Linked DNA regions of Mus musculus: all the other regions are linked to region 1. The links are chromatin contacts, called in public HiCAR-type and promoter capture Hi-C maps. All regions are on one chromosome and are shown on one strand. The core of a region is the stretch at or near the end of the contact, and the rest is flanking DNA. Distances in the headings are between cores, read along the strand shown.

Region 1 (3,398 bases), core at 30-2,529:
GCAGGCTATGCATTCACAGACATTCGTTTTTGTTGTCTGTTGGGGGTTGAGTATATGCTTGTGTGTTCCATGTGTATGCAGGTGCCAAGGATATCTGAAGAGGGCATCAGATCCTTCTGGAGCTCAAATTAGAGGTGGTTGTGAACTCCCCTGATGTGGGTACTGGAAATGGAGCTCAGATCCACCGAAGAGCAGCACACAGAACCATCTCTCCAGCTCCACCACTCAGCTTCTCAAGAACATGAGATATTTTTATAATTGACCCTTTGAGTTGTGACCTCTGCCAGGAACCCTCTACATCTTTATCAGACTTGAATTTGTTCTTTAGGATCCCTGAAATCACCATTCCCCCCAACAGATCTCCTTTCTTTGTATATTTACATGAATTTGCTTTTATCCCTGAACCTTAACTTTAGTTGACTTATTCATCTGTATTCTCCCACTTGTTATGGCTGCCATCTTGGTATAGTTTCAGGCCTCTGTCAAAGAGTTATAATATTAACTATGGCTTAGTTCAATTTTCCATAAATTTTATGACAAATTAACACTACTATTTCCAATTTTTCAGATGTGGAAGCTGTTGTCCAGGGTCATGCCAACATCATAAATACAAAGAGTAAAAAAGAAAAGAGGTTTCGATGCTCAGGTTTGTTAAGCCACTAAACATGCTATCTCAATATTTTGTTCCGAGTAATAAAAGAATGAACAATAATAAATTGCTTCTTTACTAACTTCATAAAAGGAATAAATTCGAGAGCTGCAGATAGGGACTCCTTGCTCCGGATCTGGAGGCTTAGGCTTAGGCGCCGACCACAGGATCCTGGGAAGTCTGATTTACAAGGCAGCAGGAAAATGGGTGGCTCTGGACCGGAACCAGAAAATAAAGTTCAAATACTCACCGCCCTGCCCCAGGAGTGGTATACGCGGCTGCCTGACTCTGACAGGTCGGAGTCGAGGACTAGGTCAAGCCTAGGAGCCTTGTTTATTGATTAATGGACCAAGGCCACGGAAGCACTTCTTCCCAATCGCCCTCTGCCACAGGAAGTTATTACTAGCCTACATGCAACGCCTAAAATGTCCGTATCCTGCACAGCACTCTGAGAGCCTCTCCCCGCTTTCTGGTATTGTGACTCCCTAGTGCTATTCACATCTTTAAAACTCTGCGAGTCTTGAAAGAGGAACTCCAACATTTCTGTCCAGAGAAGCCTCAGGGAGGTGGGAAGGAGGAGGAGAAGTGAGCGGGAACGTAGAGAGCGAGGGGTCGGGGTTTCCGAGGGACACATTTTGAGATTGCACCCGGCTAAGGATGGCTGATCCTACCCCTCAGCTAGATGCGCCAGCTCCCCAGGAAGTCAGTAGCGAGTTTAAGAAGCCGGTTTTACCAGTGCCTTCCGCAGTACGGGGTAAGGCTCCGGCCTCCAGTCCCTCCGTTTCTGAGGATGTGAAGAAAGAATGTCTCGCGGCGCAGCTGGACTCTGGATGTGAGGAGCCCGAGGTCCCGCCACCGCAGCCGGACAGCCAGGAGACCGGGGGTCCACCGGTGGAGCAACTCCGCTCCCCGCGGGTAGCTCCTGCGTCTGGCGGTCCGACCCGGGCTCCTCCGTACCGAGAGCCATCGTGGGGCAGCCCAGCCACGGCCCCCTACAGTCTCGAAACCCTGAAGGGTGGCACCATCCTTGGCACCCGCACCTTGAAAGACACGAGCTGCTGCTTTTTCGGGAGACTTGCTAGTTGTGACATATGTCTGGAGCATCCTTCCGTGTCTCGGTACCATGCTGTACTACAGCACCGGGGGGCGGATCCCAGCGGAGACTCTGAGGGTCATGAGCAGGGCTTTTATCTCTACGATCTGGGAAGTACCCACGGCACGTTCCTCAACAAAACTCGCATCCCACCCCGCACTTACTGTAGAGTCCACGTCGGGCATGTAATGCGCTTTGGAGGCAGCACTCGGCTCTTTATCCTTCAGGTAGGTAGAAAAATCTAAAATAAAAATCTTGGGACTTCACTGTTTTTGGTTTTTCAAGACAGGGCTTCTCTATGTAGCCCTGGCTGTCCTGGAACTCTCTCTGTAGACCAGGCTGGCCTCGAACTCAGAAATCCGCCTGCCTCTGCCTCCCGAGTGCTGGGATTAAAGGCGTGCACCGCCACGCCCGGCGATTCTGAGTTTCTTTAAGGTTTAGTTGAGTAAAAGGATTCTGGTAACCAATGACAAAAGCACAGGCCTCATTCTGGACCCACAGGTCTGTGTACGTTGCTGTGTCTCAGAAAGTAATTTTCTCACTTCTGAATCCATATATGTATATATTTTACCCATGATTCATTAGGGACCAGAGGAAGACCGAGAGGCAGAATCTGAATTAACAGTAACACAGTTGAAGGAATTGCGTAAACAGCAGCAGATATTATTGGAGAAGAAGATGTTAGGTGAAGACTCAGATGAAGAAGAAGAAGCAAATACCACTGAAGGGAAGAGCAGTAGAAGTGGTCAAGATGATGAGCTGGGCTGCACGTGGGGAATGGGTAAGAAACTACTACTGAAGGTGGCACCCTCAAGTGCTTTTGATCATACAGCTCAGAAGGCCTACAGCTGAAGTAGGGTAAATGTAATTTGCAAGCCCAGGGTCATTAACTTTAGTGAGTAAAAGTGTTGAATTATGGGCATTATACATACACCTCTTTCTCACCGTGTAATTTGCTTATTGCGTTTATCATTTAAACACACACACACACACACACAGAAAGAGAGAGAGAGAGAGAGAGAGAGAGAGCTTTCTGAGTGCTAATTATCACCTGGAGGGCATGGAAAAATTTACTTCATTTCTTTGGCTGAGAAATCAGTATTTGATATTTTTTCACCTCTCAGGCTATTTTCACAAAGTACAAAACATTCAAGAGGTTATTGTATAGCTCCACATTTTGGATGATAGATATTCAGGCTTATAAAAAGATAGTTGGTGAGGGCCGAGAGATGGCTCAGTAGTAAGAGCACTATCTGCTCTTTCAGAGAAAGCTCAGCCCTCAGCAACCACGTGGTGGCTCATAATGATCTATAATGTCATCTGATGCCCTCTTCTGGCATGTAATTGTACATACAGATAGAGTACCCCTTTACATAAAATAAAACTTTTAAAGAAAAAGATAGTTGGGGCTAATAAGGCATTGTGATGCAGGCCTTTAATCTTAGCACTTGGGAGGCAGAGGCAGGTAGATCTCTGTTAGTTTCAGGCCAGCATGATCTATTTATTGAATTTCAGGATAGCCAGAGTTACATTGTAGAGAAATCCTGACTTGAGTGAATGAGAGAATGAATGAAAGAAAGAAGTTGTGGCCCAGTGAGATTGCTTAGCAGGTAAAGGTGTGTGCTGCCAGTTGTGATGAGCTGAGTGTGAGCCCTG
Region 2 (3,432 bases), core at 577-3,076, 2.1 Mb after region 1:
GGTTTTTATTTGGTTGGTTTTGTTTTGCTTTCATTGAGACAAGATAGTCTAGTCTCACTGTGTAGCAAATAAAGAACTTGAACTTCTAATTCTCCTGCCTGTAACTCCTGATCACACCTGAGATCACTGATATAAACGCTATCACCTTCCTTTAATCTACCTTAGGGCTGGCCTCTGGCCTTTCCTATACTCCCACAACTAGTCTAATGTCTTCAGAGATGTGCTGGTAATTTCACATTTTCACCTGAAAGTTTCCCCAAGGTTAACAAGATTTCCTCCCAAAATAGATCTGCCCATCCTTTGCTCCTGTTATCATGAGAAATGACTGGCATCAACAGAAATGGTCAAGGGTTTCAATCAGGCTGACTTTTCTATCCTCAATCAACATTGCCTGTGTATTCAGAAGTCACTGAGTTAAGTCACTAATTCCCTTCACTGGGCTTGGCAGCCCCATGCTTATCTTATCCTCCCTTCTAGTCAGCCATCTAGCAAACACCATAGCCCATAAAAGAAGGTATGGTCAAAATTTCTGAGATCGCTTTTCTCATCAATCACTACACAAAGGTCCCCAAAGAGAGCACTTCCCTGAAGAGTTCACATCACCAGCTTACTCTTAAGGCACTCCTGGTCTCTCTGAATTACTATTTCACTTGCTAGCCCGCCTCCATCAGGCTACCAAGGGACCTCACTGACTTAAGCACAATGCCTCAGGGAAAAAAATCTAAACACCGTGGCAAAAGCTTATCAAATGGAAGGACCCAACTACAAGTATGAATAATCTAGGACTCAATTTTGGTTTGTATCTCGCTTTCACTCAGGTAATAAAACCTAATTTCTCGCCCCAATACACATACACACACACACACACACACACACACTCACTCTCTCTCTCCCCCCCACCCCCGCCCCGGAAGCAGGGGAGGGTTGGAGGTCGAAACATTTTAACAAGATGTTCATAGTAGTAGTCCTTGACATTACTGACATTATGAGTGAAAAATATAAAGGCTGACCCACTCCGGATAAAACCAGTTTTGCTGCCACCTATCAGTCGCTGGTAAGATGCTTCTAACACTGAGCAAAACTGAAGAGAATCTCCAGAGTAAGCTAATCTACTCCACCAGCTTCGAAAACCCGAGTGCCACGGGATGAGGGTCCCCTTGGCCCGTCTCCAAACCCCCCGAGTGACCAACCCGTTTCCAAGGAGTCGGGACCCACCTTTCAGGTCGGTGGTCCGCAGTCTGGAGCTCGCCTTCCTCGGAGTCCTCGGGCTTCCGGTCCCTTCCGTCCGCTCTGCGCTTCCGTCCGAGACTCCATCTCGCAGGGGACCGCGGGCTGAGGACACAGACTGCGGTCAGTGGGCGGGGCCCCCAAGCACCGATGGTTCAGGGAACCCTTAGCTTACAGACGGCGAGAAGTCGAGGACTCGTAGACCGCATGACCCGCTTACCTCGCACCACCGTCGCGGCGACTCCCATAACCGGGTGGGCTTCTAGGTCTGCAGGCCATGGCGGCAGAAGTCTGAAGGGCAGCTCGGCGGCAAGCACTTCACTCGGCAACAGCACTGACGAGGTCTGAGCTCGCCTTGCCCAACCGCCCTTAAGTGCGCAGCGGCCCCGCCCCTCGGTAACTCCCGCGCGCGCGCGGCGAAGGGCGAAACCATGAGACGCGCACCTGCAGGGGAGTCCCTCTCAGCTCTGCGCGCCCGCCTGACGGACCCGGCTCCAACCCAAGCCTTGGGATTGCGGGCAGTCGCTAAACTACAACGCCTAATGCGGCCGTCCGAAGGGCGGGAGAAATGGAACAGCCCGACTAAGGCGGAAAGGAACTGGCGACCTCCCCCAGCCCCCACGGCCTTCCAGGAGGCTGGCGCTGTAGCAGCTGGGCCTCTGATTGGTTGCCCCTTCGCGGGCCCGAGGGATATTGGCGGGAGATTGGGCAGTGCGCGCCACTGCCTCTCAAAGTCAGGAGGTGTGGCCACGGCGAGGGCCGGCCCACCGAGATGCAGTCCAAGATCCCGACCGGCCCCTCCTACCCACCGCCACAGTAAGGCGGGAGAGCCCGCCTCTAGCTTATACCCATAGCTTTAAAACCGTACAAGCCATCCATTAACAGCCAAATAACTTAGTGGCCTCTTTTTCCCCGCAAGGCCATCTGCCCTGCCTCTGGTGCTTGAGTCTCCAGCACGCAGGCCAGGCCCCTGCAGATCCCACCTGTCCTATGTGGGCAATCATGACCCTTCCCTTAAGAGTGGATCTGGCCCAGAGCAGCGTGAGAGGGTGGGATGGTGGTAACTATGTGGAGCCATCTAAGGGCTTGTCCTTCTGAACGTACCAAGCACTGACACTGGTTTCTTATACGACTTTCTGATCTGTGACTATATTCATCTGACTTTCCCAACATCCTGCAGCCACTATGTAAAATACTGCAAAAGTTTGGTTTTACTACCAGGTTAAACAAAATGAAGTACATCACTTGAAAAGGAACACTTTATTAAATACTGTATCATTTAACTACATTTACATTTATTTGTATAAAATTAACTCTTCTGTGGTTAAAAATAACTTCAAACCACTTGGCCTCTGCTAGGCAGACAGCCCTTGAAACTGGCTGTCTCCTGGTCATACTTCAGGGACAGGCAGAACTGAGTTTGCTCTGGTAGCAAATCCCTGGGGTTAGGTGCAGTGTTGGCTGGATAAGGGGCTAGCTTGGTCTGCTACTACTGCTTTCAACAACTAAATGTAAGTGCTTCAGGACAAGTTGAAGGAGAGGTCATCCCTCTAGCAGCTACACTTTGTGTCAGAGATGGAGAGTAAAGAGCAACCTCTTCCCCACCCATCTGTACCATAGATAAGTGAGTACATCTATGTATATGTGCGTCCATCAGAACCTTAACCACTGAGGTATCCTCTCCTGATCCAAGCACCCCACAGGGGCTTGGCTAACCCTGTGCTACACCCCTGATGGGTTTCTTTCTGGATAGTCCTGTGGCTCTCTGGTCCTTGGCTCCCTAAAACCCTTTCCTAGGGTTAGGAGTATGAGCTTTTGGTCTCCCCTGGACTAGAGAAGCAGGACAAGACAACAAAAGCATTGTGGACCCTCTAAAGCATATGCAACCCTCGTGAGGAACTTGGGAAAGTACTCTGTCATACCTTCCTACCAAGAAGTGGCCCCTTGGCTAGCCACAGTCACCAGGATACCCTAGAAGAGGACTTCACACTAGAGTGGCACCCTGGTGACCCTCTCAACTGTCAGTGTCTACCCAACACCATAGGGTCTGGTTTTTAACTGAAATACAGGTATGCTATGTAATAGAATTAAGGCAAACAGGCCAAATAAAGGCTCTTGAGCCAAACTCCAATGTCTTGGGGCTTTGGAGCATCCTATGTGGCATATCAGCCCCACCTGGAGGTAAACTGGAAGAGAAGAGGCTGA
Region 3 (3,246 bases), core at 325-2,824, 2.8 Mb after region 1:
CTTAGGACAAATAAACTTTTTTGGTGGTTTGTTTGTTTTTTGAGACAGGGTTTCTCTGTTATAGCCCTGGCTGTCCTGGAACTCACTTTGTAGACCAGGCTGGCCTGGAACTCAGAAATCTGTCTGCCTCTGCCTCCTGAGTGCTGGGATTAAAGGCGCCACCACTGCTCGCTTTTTTTGGTGTTTTTTGAGTCAGTGTTTCTGTATAGCCTTGACTGTCCTGGAACTAGCCTATCAGGCTAGCCTCAGACTTAGAGATCTGCCTGCCTCTGCCTCCTGAGTTTAATCTCTGCTGGGATTAAAGGTGTGGGCCACTACTTCCTGGCAAGAAATATTTAACTGTTTAACTGCAAACAGAACCTTTAACCTATAAGGGTATATATTCCTGTTTTGGTCTCACCTGATTTAAGTATTCAAAAAATTATAAGAAATACCTACATTTTTCTTACAAATGTAAGTTCTCTTTATTCCTATTTATAACATTTGGAAAGCATGCCCAAAACATCAAAACACATTTTACACTGGAGTCAGGTATGTATTTATCATACACACTTTATCCTAAGTTCTCTTATAATTCCATAAAACGTCAGAGATTGTAATATGGAAAATATTAACGGTCGGGTTTTGATCTGCTTCGCCATGTTAATCAATCTTCCAGGATCTATATCCCCACAGAAGCAATTCAACCACATTTAGGATAACCTTCAAATCATCTGCTCAAGTAGTCTGAGGGTCCTCATCTATTTCTTTCTAGTTGCTATTTATCTATGGATAGATCATTTTCCAGTTGCTAAACCCATCCCTCCACCTAGCCCAGGAGCAGCAGGACTTGTATTACCTGTTAGCACTCACATTCTTATTAACCGGCAGAAGTAGGTAAAATGGATAACCTGTAATAGGTGTGAATGGACTGAGACTTGCCTAAAGTTATTATACTGGTTTTCAGATTCAGGTAAGAGAGATTCTGTAACATGAGATGTCCTAAGACCCAATTCCAGGCCCTGGTCTTGCCCGAGGCCGTTCTTTGCATTCCATGGGACTTGTGTTCTGAGTCCTGCCTTTCTCGCCTCTGCCCCGACACACTTGGGCAGCTAACCCGCAGACTCCTGGGCATGCCCAGCTCTACCTTCCCCCGCCTTTAGCACACACAATGTCTAACTGGACGTTCTCTTTCGTCTAGTCCTCAAGCTTCCTCCAGGTAGGCCTCCCAAACGTATAGGTGAGCCCCCTGTCCAGATGATGGGATTCCTGCGAGGGAGAGTCCGGGGACCGACATGCCTAAGAGCCTGGCACTTATGGTGCGAATCCCGGCCTGGTTGCCTGTGGATCAGCAGAAAATTGGGGCCTTGGGCGAGTCTCTGGTACGCCTCATTAACGACCGAGGAGACGGAGAAGGGTACGGATTATGGTTTAGGGCTAGATGCAGCCGTAAGGGCCACCGTATACCAGGTCAGAAGCCAAACGAAAAGTCAAACACCCAGCGGGCAAGCTCGCGACGCGCCTCAGCAACGACACCGCCAAGTTCTCGTGGGAGGAGCGCGACTGGCGGCACTCTCGCGGGAAGTGGAAGCTCCCGCAAGCAGGCGGGGGGCGTGACCGGAAGAAGGTGTATTTCAAAGTGGTAATAGATGGTTTTCTCACCCAATAAAATTGCAATTTATCCTCCTAAACCGGTAGAGCACGGGAGAAAAGGCGGGAGAGGCCAATAAGGGCTGAGAAGGGCGGGCCGGTGCCGGACGAGCGGAAGTGGGTCTTCGTGAGGCGGTGGAGGCTTGCTTGAACGGGTCTCCTCAGCGGCGGCTGGAGTCGGTACGTCCTTGCCCGAGCTCATCAGCCGAGGCGTCTGGCAGCAAACCCCAGCTCCAAGTAAGGCTGGGCTCCGCAGCATGGAAGCGGCGGGGCAGGGCGGTGCGGGCGTGGAGCGCGGGCGGCCTCTCGGCCCGCACTGGGGTTGGTGGCCGCCCGCCTCTCGCAGAACCGCGCTTCTCCGGCTTGGGCCCTCTGCCGCCTCTTTCCCGGAGAGCACGCGGTTGTCGGAACATGGAGCGGCGCCGTCGTCGGAAGTAGGGAAATGTCTTGTGTGGGGGTATCCGCTCGCCAACCCGCGGCCTGGCCGGAGAACCTCTTTCGCCAAGTAGGAAGGGAAACTGAGGCTCGGCGAGGGTTGGGGGTCGCCCAAGGTCACTCTCGGGGCCGGGCGGGCGGATTGCAGAGAACCTGAGCGAGGTTTTTGTTCCTTGCTGATGACGCAGCCTTTGTGTGGTCGCGTCGCCGCCCCGCCTTCCGGAGGCCTGCGAGTTTGCTGGGGCACCCGGGCCGCGTGGCGGGCCGTATCTAAGTTGCGAGAGTGCCGAGGACGCTTGCGGGCTTTGGAGCTGAATGGGGTTTGGGCTTCCAGGAGCCACTTTTGGTTCTATCTATGGTTAGTCAAGCGGGCGATTGCGACCTCCATCCTTAGCCCGGTGCCTGCTCGGGCCCTTCCCTCAGGGCCACATCTGTACACAGGGATAGGAAACTTAACCTTTAACATTGTTCGCAGTGGACGCCATTGTCCACATTTTGATTAGGGCGGGGGAGGAGTCCAGATATGGGCGTTCCTGCTTTTTGTTTTTTTAAACTTTACCCCTGGGCGTTTTAAGCTTCAGTTTTTCGGTCTGCCGTTTAGTTTAGGTTGCCCAAGTAATTGGGGGAGCCCGAGGTTCACAAAGGCTGAGGTAGTCTGAGGTCTTTCAGCCTGCAGATTGACTCTTGTTCCTGACAATGGTGAGAGGGAACCTCTCTCCAGCCCAGACCCCACACACACCTGGTGCTTTTTCTTTTTAATGGTTGGAGAAAACACTTGCGTCCCGGTTTGCCTGTGAGTTCGATGTGAAATGAGTGGAAAGTTGTCTTGCTTACTAAGTACTTTGAAGAGTGCTTGTGATTCCAGCCTTTCAGAGGTAGAGGCAGAAGAATCAGGAATCTGAGGATATGTTCGGTCCTAGGTGGAATCGAGGCTAGCCTGGGCTACTTGAGACTCCATTTCAATAACAGTTTTGGTTTTGTTTCCTAGCTTATTTGGTTGTTCCGCCCCCCCCCCCCCAGGAAAGTTGGTTTCTTGGTGACTGTAATATTTATTTCATTTCTGAACAAAGGGTATTTATTGTTTTGTTGGGACTGGAAATTGGACTCAGAGCCTCACAAATGTTAGGCAGCTCCTTTACTACTGAGTTACATCTCTGGTCCTCTTTTTATTATTACCAATAC

What was found. Promoter capture Hi-C pulls out the DNA fragments that hold promoters and counts their contacts. HiCAR-type assays count read pairs that join an accessible place to other places.
Region 2: a contact with region 1 is called in a HiCAR-type map of astrocytes, with 9 times the contacts expected there. The contact joins the promoter of Slbp here to the promoter of Slc4a1ap in region 1. A contact is called at or near these places in 3 of 39 promoter capture datasets (hippocampal neurons, liver and pre-B cells) and 2 of 115 datasets of contacts at active chromatin or transcription factors (astrocytes and large pre-B cells).
Region 3: a contact with region 1 is called in a promoter capture Hi-C map of liver, with 2.6 times the contacts expected there. The contact joins the promoter of Rnf4 here to the promoter of Slc4a1ap in region 1. A contact is called at or near these places in 2 of 39 promoter capture datasets (liver and pre-B cells).

What each region holds. Positions count from the first base shown.
Region 1 is chr5:31,525,716-31,529,113 of GRCm38.p6, forward strand. Slc4a1ap (solute carrier family 4 (anion exchanger), member 1, adaptor protein) reads left to right here and starts at 1,280. Exons shown (of 14, transcript NM_001347328.1): 1 at 1,280-1,969; 2 at 2,328-2,523. The coding sequence starts at 1,307. Supt7l (SPT7-like, STAGA complex gamma subunit) reads right to left here and starts at 1,047. Exons shown (of 5, transcript NM_028150.2): 1 at 900-1,047.
Region 2 is chr5:33,650,748-33,654,179 of GRCm38.p6, forward strand. It overlaps Slbp (stem-loop binding protein), which reads right to left and starts at 1,827. Exons shown (of 8, transcript NM_009193.2): 1 at 1,448-1,827; 2 at 1,216-1,332. The coding sequence starts at 1,506. Tmem129 (transmembrane protein 129) reads right to left here. Exons shown (of 4, transcript NM_026698.3): 4 at 2,469-3,432.
Region 3 is chr5:34,334,676-34,337,921 of GRCm38.p6, forward strand. Rnf4 (ring finger protein 4) reads left to right here and starts at 1,575. Exons shown (of 8, transcript NM_011278.5): 1 at 1,575-1,866. It also overlaps A830049F12Rik.